Regions from separate parts of the Sus scrofa genome. Here all the other regions are linked to region 1. The links are chromatin contacts, called in public Hi-C maps. All regions are on one chromosome and are shown on one strand. Each heading gives the region's core, a stretch centred on a gene start, on an enhancer-like site or on the middle of the called end of the contact. The rest is flanking DNA. Distances are from core to core; before and after follow the strand shown.

Evidence for each region. Hi-C and Micro-C count contacts between places; a contact is called where the count stands out from the background.
Region 2: a contact with region 1 is called in a Hi-C map of embryonic fibroblasts, with 3 times the contacts expected there. The contact joins the promoter of PCSK6 here to the promoter of SNRPA1 in region 1. A contact is called at or near these places in 1 of 5 promoter capture datasets (liver), 6 of 47 Hi-C or Micro-C datasets (brain, embryonic fibroblasts, fetal heart ventricle and 2 more) and 1 of 2 datasets of contacts at active chromatin or transcription factors (skeletal muscle).
Region 3: a contact with region 1 is called in a Hi-C map of liver, with 8 times the contacts expected there. The contact joins the enhancer-like site here to the promoter of SNRPA1 in region 1. A contact is called at or near these places in 1 of 5 promoter capture datasets (fetal liver) and 3 of 47 Hi-C or Micro-C datasets (embryonic fibroblasts, epiblast stem cells and liver).

What each region holds. Positions count from the first base shown.
Region 1 is chr1:145,705,053-145,708,750 of Sscrofa11.1, forward strand. It overlaps SNRPA1 (U2 small nuclear ribonucleoprotein A'), which reads left to right and starts at 2,341. Exons shown (of 9, transcript XM_001925349.7): 1 at 2,341-2,500. The coding sequence starts at 2,419.
Region 2 is chr1:145,507,129-145,510,850 of Sscrofa11.1, forward strand. PCSK6 (proprotein convertase subtilisin/kexin type 6) reads left to right here and starts at 1,530. Exons shown (of 21, transcript XM_021098951.1): 1 at 1,530-1,829. The coding sequence starts at 1,545.
Region 3 is chr1:145,470,801-145,474,751 of Sscrofa11.1, forward strand. No RefSeq gene overlaps it. Among named protein-coding and RNA genes, the nearest start is that of PCSK6, 36 kb to the right of the region's middle. Within about 2 kb of position 2,436, at least 7 of the 83 cell types and tissues checked have an H3K27ac peak or open chromatin away from gene starts, as enhancers often do. A contact at or near this core is called in fetal liver and liver, where this site is marked.

The DNA.
Region 1 (3,698 bases), core at 1,091-3,590:
CTACACACAAACATGTTAAGCAAGAGGCACATGAGGTACAATTTCATTTTGCATAAATACAAAACTAGGCAAAGCCAATCTATGCAAGATGTTAGATTAGTGGTTACAGTGGAGGCAAGGGTGTGGCTGGCAGAGAGCAAGAGGGTGCTTCTGGAATGTGTAATGTCCTCTTCTTGATCTGGATGCCAGTTGCTTGGGTATGTGTGGTTTGCAGTGTGCTGCATGTATATCACACTTCAATACAAAGTTCAAAAGGAATCCATTCCAGAAGAATTGGAGAGCTAAATGTGAAAAGTGTTGAGCCTCTGGTAGTTAGCATAGAAAAATATTTTGGAGATGAGGGAAAATGTCTCAAGACACATGTGCACACACACATAAATTGAACATAAAAATAAAATTCTGGTCATTTAAAAACACTGTTAACGGTGGAAAGCTCAGTAAGCAGAATCTAGATAACGATACCTAGGTTCCAGACCTAGATAACCATAGTAAAACTCCAAAAGAGGGAGTTCCCTTCATGGCTCAGCGGTTAACGAATCCGACTAGGATCCACGAGGATGTGAGCTGGATCCCTGGCCTTGCCAGTGGGTTAAGGATCCAGCGTTGCCATGAACTGCGGTGTAGGTCACACACATGTCATGGATCTGGCATTGCTGTGGCTGCAGTGTAGGCTGGCAGCTGTAGCTCCGATTCACCCCCAGCCTGGGAACTTCCATATGCTGAGAGTGCAGCCCTAAAAAGCAAACAAACAAAAAAAGACCAAAGACACCATTGTCAATGGGGAGGGCCTTCTCAGCCAAGAATTTCTTCCTCCAAAGTCTCTTATTTAATTGGACCATTTGAAAGCTCAGGATGGGTTGGCAGATTGTATTGTTTTTGTTTTTTTGCAAAATAGGCGAGGCAGTCACATTTCTTATCCTTCTGATTAAAATTACAGCCCAGATTATGATTTTGGTGATTTGGGAAATAAGATGTTTTCTTAAACAGACCAAAATGTACTAAAATTTGTGTTTTGCAGCTTGATGATGTATACGAGGACAGTATTTTGGCTTCCTGTGAGGTGTTTGGTATTTAGGAAGTTTAAACTACTACCCCCCAAAAAAGAGTAAAAGGCAAGCCATATAGTATGCTCACACTCAGAATATATAAAGAAATCTTAAAAGGAATAAGAAAAAAGAAAACCCACTAAGAAAAAAAATGGGAGAAAGACTTGAATGGGCACTTTGTAAAAAAATATCAGAATGGACAATATGCTTAACTATTATTAGAAAAAAGCAAATGAAAGCAATAGTGCACTGGTACTCACCAGAATTGCTAAAATTATGAAGACTGACAGTGCAAATGAGGTTAATGTTGGCAAGTGATGGAAACCCTTACACACCACTACAGTGTGGAAATGATTCCAGCCTCTTGGAAGTTATCATCAGGCAGTACCTATCAATAATACCACACACTTTGTCTCCTTAGTTTCACTCCTGGAAAAGTTCAGGCACAGGTGCATGCGATCCACGTACAACAAAATTCATAGCAGCATTATGCAGACTAGCCCCAAGCTGGAAACAAACCTAATGTCCATCGACAGCGAAATGGATTGTTATGGTGTAAGAGACGCAATAGAATTCTATACAGCAGCAAGTAAGCAAATCATTGCTGCCTGCAACCTGGATGGATTTTAGGCATGACACAGAGCCAAAGAAACCAGATACAAAAACAGATTGCATCATTCTCTTTATATAAAAGTAAGCAAAACTAATCTATGGTGACGGATTCGTAGTTCCCTTTGGGGAATGAAGGAGTCTCCGAATTTCAGGACCCCAGCAGCAGCCACCCAAATGTGCTCACTCTGTGGGCATTTGTCATGTTGCAGACTTTAGATCTGCACACTTCCTGTGTTATCAGGCTTCAGCATGAATATCTAATTGTCTAGAGAGGGCAGGCCTGACTGCAAACTAGACCAGTGCGGAAGACCCAGGCTTGGTCTTCATGGTGTCACCCGGATGCCAAAGCCCGGGACCCATCACTGAATCCCATGGGCGGAGTGAAAGCAGTCACTGCCTCCCTTTCACCTCTAGGTGTCCTGACGCACGCGAAAGTTCCACTCGTGGGCTTTCACTCTTTATTAACTTGCGGACACAAATATCTGGACTCGGGGGCACTGCAGGCCGAAGCTGCACAAGAGGAACGAACTCAGAACCAGATGCGCCGCGGAGAGCGCGGGAGCTAAAGCCCAAAAGCTGTGCCCGAGCCCGGGGGCGGGGCCGATCACGGAGGAAATGGCTCCTCGATTGATTAGGCCTGGGAGCCGCGCTGTTAGCACACGCCGGAAGCGATTGATGCTGCCTGGCGGCGGGCGCGGGGTACGCCGGGACGTCGGTGCGGCGGGAGGAGCGGGAGACACTGCAGGCGGGAGGCGACAGGATGGTGAAGCTGACGGCGGAGCTGATCGAGCAGGCGGCGCAATACACCAACGCCGTGCGGGACCGCGAGCTGGACTTGCGAGGTGAGTCGGGCGGGGGCGGGCGGCCCGGCCTCCCCGCCCGCTCGGCGGCCTGCGCCCGCCGCGTGCGCGAAGGGCGGGAACGTGGCCTGGGGCGTGCGTCCCGGTTCCTACCCCGGCTGAGTCCCGCTGTCGTCGGCGAAACGCCGACCCTGGACTCCTTCGAGGCTCTCCTTAGCCCAGCCCCCACCGCCCGGGACCGCCTCGATGCTTGGGTCAGACCGCGGGGCCGGTGCCGGGCCTGCCGAGTGACCTGAGCCGTTGGGGGGCGGGGAAGTACACGCCTGCGGGGTGGGCTGAGCCGTTGGGGTGCTGAGCCGTGTTTGTGATCCTCGTGCGGACCGAGATACGGTAAAGTGAAGTCATGAGAATATAGGTTGGGTATGGGACGGAGGAAGTGAAGTCCGGAGCAAAAGCGATTTTTTTTCCCGGCTTTTCCTCCTCCTTAGCTTCAAGGATCTATTTCCCTTTTGCCAAAACCTTTCAAAGAGCAGACTGTTTCAGCCACGCTAGGGCTGCCGGATGTCTTGCGTCTATAAGGGAGGCGGAAGTCCTCCAGACTATTAGATTCCTGTGGCAACTCGTCTGCATAGTAGGAGAGGCTTTAGAAAGGGTGTGAAGGACGACTTCTCCGGGGTTAAGTGTTGGCTTGAGATCCACCCCCACGGGGGAGAACACCGTCTCAGGAGCAGCACTGCTGCGGGCCCTGCTTTCTGCTTGCTTTTTTGTTTGCTGACATAGTACTTTCGTTTTGTTGAAATTAAATATCATAGGTTCGACTCAAGAGTAACCCACCGCTTTCATACTCTTGGCACAGGCTGATGTCTGCCTGAGTTTGAAGTGCATCCGGTGTTGAGAATGCTCGTTTTGGTACAGCACTTAACTTTGAGCCTTTAGAGCTCTGAAATGTGTACTTATTTAACCTTGCCTAGGTTAACTTCTTTTCTTCTCCTAGCACCTAAGACAATAATTATGCCCCTAGAAGACAAATCAGTGAGCGTTTGAGTGAGTTGTTCACAAGGTGATTTACCATTGTGTACAAATTGACCTTCAACTCTGGGTTGGGCCTCTGGGAGGTGAGAGAAGTGGGAACTGTCATGATACGAAGATATCCAAATGAGTTCTGGGAATCTGACCTGTGGAAATGCAAAAAAGGTTGGGAGCTATTACTGTCCACAATACGTGGACAAGGCTTGGACAC
Region 2 (3,722 bases), core at 280-2,779, 200 kb before region 1:
GTGCAGAAAAGAGAAGAACTCGTGGAAATCAATCCTCAGGTTCCAAAACGGGCCCTGGGCAGAAGCCCTTGTGAACAAGACTTTGGCTTGTCCCCGTGTCCCTGCTGGGCCTCCCACCACGCCTCACGTTCTCCCACCTCCATTGGGGTGACTCACGCCTGCAGAAAGGATGAATCATGTGGGTTACGAAACCAAAGGGCTCCTGAGAGGGAGGCTGGAAAGGCCCCGGGAAGCCATGGGTCCTGCTCCCCCGAGGAATCCCACCCCCTCCTGCCCCTCCTCAACTACCTTCTACCTGCCAAGCCACAGACTCAGGTGCGTGCTCTGCAGCACTTGGAAGGCAAGGGACAGTTCCTGCAAAGGGACCAGCAGTCTCTGACTCCCTTCCTGCATTAAGGCCTCCTTACCTACTTTTTGTTTCCCCGCCCACATTAATTAGGGGAAAGGTTTGCTTTCCACATGGGGCCAGCTGGGACCAACACCCCTTGCAAGGCAAGGGACAAGAGACCCTGAAACGATCCTCACCTCTCACCATTCTTCTGAGGTGTGAATATTCCCTCAGCGCTCCACGGTATACCAAGTAACTACCTATTGGGTTCTAGGTGACTCCTGGCAGCGGGAGGCCAAGATGATTCATCTCATTTTCCCACTGACTGGTCCCAGGTCAGTGGGAGGTATGAAAGGTCTACCCAACTGGAGATCACCTACCATGTGGCAGGTCTGGGCTCCTAAAAACAAATGTTTATCAACAGCTTAGTGCATGGCCAGCACTCATGTCTTGCTCTAAACAGCTCCAGGGGATAGATACTATTGTCACTCCCACTTACAGGTGGAGCCCAAGATCACTCAGATAGGAAATGGTCGACTGGGGGGGGGGGGTTCCCCAGCGCTATCTACCTCCCTGGGACCTCTAGGGAGCTGTCCCCCTAGGTTTCTACCGAACCAGCTAATTGGGTAAATGTCTTTGCCCCCTCACCATGCCCCTTCAGTCAAGCCTAGTTTTGGACTGGGCCACGGCCACCTCTTTCCCTGTGGCTTCTTGGCCCTAAAACCCAGAACCGAGGGCGAACCCGCTGTGGCCCGCTGGGATGAGCAAGGCCTCCTGTGAATGAGGTCAAACACCGTCAGGCGTTATGAGGCCTCCAGGCTGCCCGGCGGGTGGAACGACACCGGCCTGGGAACAGTAAGCACCTGAGACGCACCCCACTCCCCCACACCCGCCCCACCCTCCCTGGTGGCCAGGGGAACGCGCTGCCCCGGCCCGTCTGTGTCCCGAGCGCCTCCAAAGTGCGGGAAGTTCCCCAGGGACCTTTTCGCCGAGGGCTCACGAAGGCCGGGGTGCCCGCCACCGAGCGCGGGTCCACGGCGCCGCCGGGCCGCGCGGGCGGGAACGCGCGGCGGCCGCCTCCTCCTCCCTCGCTCCCGCCCGCAGCGGCGGCGGCGGCGGCGGCGGCGCTTCCCCCGGCGCGGAGCGGCTTTAAAAGGCGGCACCCCACCCCCCCGGCGCACTCGCCGCTCGGGCGCCGCGCGAGCCTGCCGCTGCCATGCCTCCGCGCGCGCTGCCCGCGCTTGGGCCCCGGCCGCCGCCCCGGGCCCCCGCCGCCGCTGCCGACACGGACGCGGACACAGGGGACGCCGGCGGGCTCGGGCTCCGGCCGCTGGCGCCGCGCCCCTGGCGCTGGCTGCTGCTGCTCGCGCTGCCCGCCGCCTGCTCCGCGCCGCCACCGCCGCGCCCCGTCTACACCAACCACTGGGCGGTGCAAGTGCTGGGCGGCCCGGCCGCGGCGGACCGCGTGGCCGCGGCGCACGGCTACCTCAACTTGGGCCAGGTGAGTGCAGCCGGCCTCACGCGCCCAAAACTTTCCCGGCCGCCGGCGGGAGCGGCGCGAGGGGGCGCCTCCTTTGGGGAGTTGCCCGGGAGCGCGGCGCGCGGGGCCCTCGGTGGGGACAAACGGGTGGCCGGCGGGGGCGCCCACGCAGGCCCGGCGCAAGAGGGCACGGACACCTGCCCCGCCGTGGTGGGCGCCGTCCTCCTTACCCACCGGGCTCGTCCCGTCGCCGAACCTGGCTCCGCGGCACCGGGGCACGAAGGGGGCATTCCTTCAAAGGACCTTGGAGGCAGGTCCCCTTTTTCCAGCCCCAACCCTGAAGAGTGGCAGTGAGGCGGGGGTTGATCTTGATTTATGGCCGGTGGAGGGGTCCCACAGGGGACCTGTCGGTGCGGTGAACACATCTCCAGATTACACACTTAAGAGGATCAAGTGTAGTGACAGGGAGGCACCACTCATAACTCAGCCCCTACTGCCAGGCAGTGTTAAATTTGGTTTCATCATTCTCCGTGACAGAAGCCAGCAGAGTGTGGTGCGGCCCTAATGTAAAGGACTTTTCTTTGCATCTTAACTCCAGCGTGGATGCAGTTCCTGTGTGATGTGCACCCTTCTGGAAAAGTAGATTGTGCTCGTTTGAACTGTACTTTACACTGCAGGTCAGAGTGTCTGAAAGAACCCATCACATCCTTTGGTGTCTCTTTTTTGGTGTGTGTGTTTTGACCGCTCAGGTCTCTCCAAACATCCTGTGATTTAAGATTTGCCTTCAGGTAGCACTGGCTTTGATTCTCTCTGTGGTTCCTAAATCTCCCGAGTTCATGCTTCAGACCGGAGAAGGGGCTCCTCTGGGTCTTTCTGGTTGGTTCCTTGCTCCCCCCTGTTTGCTTAGGGCCCTGGCTCTTGCCACACTTCACTGCTCTGCCCAGGTGGCCCAGCAATTTGTCTTCAGCTAAAAGTGACTCTTACACTGCCCGGTAAATTACAGAGCGCCTGGGTTTTGGCTGTTATAATTAAAGGAGCAGAGGGGAACTGAAGTTGAGCTGTGAGCTTCTGGACATTGCAAGTGAGAGGCACAGTGACTGCCGTTCAGGGCTCCCTTCCTGGGATCAGAAATCTCCCTTCCCCGCCAGGTCCTGCCGGATTTTTGAAACAACTTCGAGACTCACTGAGTTGCTTATGCAGGCATCTTTTGTCCTTTCTCTGCCTGTGGGAAAGGTTTCCTCTAGGCACGTACCCCCTTCACCCAGGGCCTTCTGGGGAGCATCTCCGGGTATCCCCAGCTTGGTCCAGGGAAGCCAGGGTGGACTTCCTACAGCCTGGTCGCTCAGCCTGGTGGGCGTGCTGCTGGGGCTGACACTGAGGAGCCACTCACACACCCAGGAGCTAGTTGGTTTGGGATATGAGCTGTTTCAGAGGCGGGTGTGTGCGAGTGTGAGATTACTCAAGGAGGGCCTGTTACTCTTTATTCCAAAACCAGCTTTCTTCCCCGCCTTCCCCAAGTGCACTGCTAATGTGGAAAAGGCCTGGAGCGTTCCAACCTCTACCTACTCAATAAGAACTCTTTAAAAACCTTATTTGCCTTTTTCAGCCAGGAGAATTTGTGACTCATAAATAAGATGTAGGTATTATTAGCTTTGATTTATGAGTGGGTGAACCTTGGTGAAGCGAGAGGTGGAAGCTGTTTGTGTCCACACAGCAAGTGTGTGTCACCTCTGACAGTTATATTCCACACACTTTGTCTCCTGCTACATCCTCTGGTTCCAGGTCTCCTTTGGGTGACTCTTTCCCCAAACCCTTAATGCACAATTGGTGTTATGCCTAGTACCTGCCCTGACTCCCAACGCTGCTTTTCTTGTGGGTCTTTGCAGCACTCAAGTTCTGGCTTGATGGCTTTAT
Region 3 (3,951 bases), core at 1,186-3,685, 230 kb before region 1:
AAGGGAATAAACCAGACAAATCATCCAAAGGGCTGTAGTATGGGGCAGATGGCAACCTTGTGCCCAGTCCAGAGAATGGCACCCACGTCCTCACTGAGGAGTGAGCAGCCCATCTGGGAGACTGGATTACCTCAGAAGCAGCTTTGCGAGGCAGGGCTCCCACACACGGGACTCAGCCACGAGCGCTTCCAAACTCTGGTTCCCACAAACACCTTTACCGCTGTCCAGGGTCCCTGTCTCCACTGTTCAGCTGCACCCGATGCCCGTCCCCACCTTGCTGGCCACCTGTCACCCCCTCCTCCCACACCCACGACCATGGCCAACACACATTTCTGCAGGCTGGTGAGGGGCCCGCAGCTGGGCTCGGTGCATGCAGAAGGTGCTTAGTGTGTTTCTGTTGGATGGGAGTGAATGACAGGGATGCAGAAGAGGGCAAGTTCTCTGGGCCTGGAAAAATGACAGAACACCTCCACTTAAAGGACCCCAGTCAATGGCTCTTCTCGAGCCAGGTGGCCTAAACCTCGTTCTAAAACTCAGGAGCCTACGAATGGCCACTTTCTCCATTTCTCAACGCCCTGAACTTGGTGTTAAGTTTAACCTCTGATTCCATCTGGTGACAGGACCTCCATCTGGCCTCCTTCTCTGCCCCGATTCTCTTCTGCCTGAGGCCTGGTGGGGGCAGAGTTGCCCTGGTAACAGTGAGCACACTTAGTCACTCAGCTAAGCCTGGGGACTGCTGTCTTGGAGCTGGTCAGCCCAGTCTCTGTAAGAGTGGTGGAGACAGGAGTTTGCTAGAGCCCTTCCAGCTTGCAATCCTATTTCCAACCAGTGAGACAGACAGATTTGGGGTGCCACCCAGCCTTCGCCAGCATGCTGCCAAAGTTTAATTGATGTGTGCAGTTTTGGGAATAGCTGAGTCTGTCAGAATGCCCAGGTGAGAGGGGCGGGAGGCAGTGCAGGGCAGGCTGTGCCTCCTACACGCCCAGAGGTGAGAAGCTGGGTGGTCTACGGAGCAGGCCTGAAGTGGCTCTGACCAAAAGCTGCCAGGACAGGACAGGCCTTCTCCACAGCGGCATCAGGGCTCATGGCTGAAATCAACTCTGGGTAATCGTAAGGAGAGGCATTTATTAAACAGAGAGCAAGTGGCTAGAGAATCCCTTGCGGAGAATGATCAGGAACCCAGAGGGGCTGGGTGACCAGGACCTCAGCCCAAGTCCCACCCAGACATGTGGCTGGGCCACTGTGGCTGGGCACCTGCTGAGCCCTGAGCCCCTTCCAGGGATCAGCAAAAGCATTCTGGCCTTTTAGGTGTTTGTAGAATGAGGCAGGGTCTTGCCTCCCACTGGAATGGCTGATTCTCCAGAAGTGAGAAGGCCATTCTGATGCTGGACAAGCATACAATAAAAATGACCAAGCAGCTGCTCAGTGACCACAGATATTTCTAGACCCTGTGGGCCACTCTTTTGCTAAGGTAGAATCATCGCTGACTGCTGTGGTGATGTTGTGATTCTTTTTACCCCTTCAAGTGTTCTTTCGGATTTCTAGTTGTCAGAACTGTGCTGTGAACACAGAAAATTTATTCCAATACCTTAGATAGCCTTGTGCTTTTTTCTCAGAGTATAAAAAGATATTTACTTTGTGAAGCCCAGGACTAAATACCCAATCCAAATATTTGTTCTAATAAACTAGAAGTTATTTTAACAAGGATTGATGTGCATGGCCCCAATCCTTGTACAGACTGGTCAGAATGGGACACCACTCAGCATTTCATCCTTTATAGTAAATGGCCAGGTGTGTAAACAACAGTTTGAAGAGTTGTCTGTGGGTCAAGGTCAATTGCGGTTTGGGCAGGATGGGCAGCAATTACTGGGAGGTGCCCAGGGTTGTGGGTCTGTGGTTGGCCAACTCCACAGTCAATGCCTAGATGATGAAATAGGGGTTGTGCTCCCACTGTGACACCTGTGAGACCCGTGTTGGAATTCAATATGGGAGCATTCCTCAGACCTGGACTGGAATTTCATGTCCAGGTGATCCCTTGTACAGGCTTATGAAGTCTCCGTGGGAGGGTATGAAGGGAAATAAGGCCTGAGGTAAGTGCATAATCTTTCACTCCAGGCCTGATTCATACAGACGCAGTAAAGATAACCAGGTTCATGGAGGCCCGGCACATGGAAGGTGGGAGCGATCACAAAGACGCCTATGCTCCAGTCCCTGAGAATAGGCTAACAGGCTAGTGTGTCATCTCTGCGAAGTGGTCCTGCCTGGTGTCCCTGAAGGCCCAAGCGTGAGCTGGAGGATTTTCCAGCAAGCATGTTATTCCTTCCATAAGTTAGAGCCTCTCTACTTTCCAGGACCTGCCCGTGGCTGCGCACAGGGAGTCTGCAAGGACTCCTCCCAGGACAGTGCCTAAGGCCAGGACTACCCAGCCAGGGCTGTAGGGCACAGCTGCCCCGGCGTGGCGCCAGCGGCCTGCCAGAAGCCACCTCCCAGGCCCAGCTGCAGGGCTGGGTTTCCTGCAAACCACGATTCTGGAGCAGGGCCACCAACCTCATGATGCGTGTTTATGGTTTTCACGGCACCCCCGGGACAGCTGTGGGCCTTCCTGTCCCGGTCCTTACCGTGGAGAGAGCCCAGGGCTAGAGCTGCTGGGATCTGGAAACACTGACAGCTGCTAGTCCCCTAAAGCCTCTTTTGGCTTTGAGCAATCAGGGATGTTTGTTCATCTCTCCTGTAAACAGTTGTTTTCCCAGTGACTGCCCAGATCGAGTTAAATATTAACAAAGAGCTGCTCACAGGGCGTCTGCTTTAAATATTGAAGTAATTGCCGATAGGGCCCTGAGTGACTTGGGCTCAAACTGTTACTGCAATTGTCTCCCTGTTATGGAGCACTGGGAAATGTCAAACCTCTTGTTCTCTCTCCTCTTCTTCACTCTCTGCCCCTGCTTGTTCTCCACCTCTGGACGTCACTCCGGCCGGGTGGGACGTGATGGGAGGGGCGCACCTAGCCCATGGTGCACATGCGCGCATGTGCTCCGCACTCGTGTGCAGGTGGTGGGGCCGTGCTCTCCCAGCGCAGTATGACCTCTAAGCCGTCCTCTGCTTTGCTTTCCATCCACATCAGGGTTCGTGTGAGACGTGTGGTTTCTTCTGGAGGCTCATTGTGAAGATTAGGGCAGGATTAAGAGTGCAGATAGCAGCATGGGCCCTGCAGTCAGGATGGCCTGTGGCCTCCCCTCAAGGAGAAGGGGTGCCGAAGGGCCATCCTGGGACAGGGGGATGGAGCACGGGGCTCCCTGGAGCTGGAGCTGAAGTGGATGTCTCTGTGTCTGTGTGGCATCTGGTCATAGCCACAGGCCTTTGGAACATTCTGCTTGAAAACACAGCTTTACCTACAGCGAATACTTCAGTGGATCTGGCTGTAAATTAGCACCATGGGGAGAACAGAAGGCAGTGAGTTTCTCCTTCCTCGCTGAAGGTTGGGGATGAAACCACTGAAGGTTTCCACAGAAAAGGCAGGAAATCCTGAGGCAGGGTCGGGTGCTCCCAGCCCCCAGCTGGAGTCTCCTCTGCTGGGCAAGGAACCAAAGGAAGGCCCCGTGGAAGACCAACCTTTATCTTTCTCCAGCTTGGGCTAGAGATTTTTAACCTAATTTTATGAGACCCTTCAAGATAATTATGCATATCCTAAAAGCTATTGAGATCTTCTCAAAACTAAACTAATTAAAGTCCACTTTATCTCAAGAGTTACTGTGAGGCTCTCAGAATAAAATGAACTTCAATTCACTTTAATTTTCAAAAGAAACACTCTTTTTTTAATAGATATCTTTTTTAAAAATACCTTAAAAAAAAAAAAAAAAAAAAAAAAAAAAAAAAAAAAAACAGGGAGTTCCAGTCATGGCGCAGTGGAAACTAATCCAGCTAGGAACCATGAAGTTGCAGGGTTTGATCCCT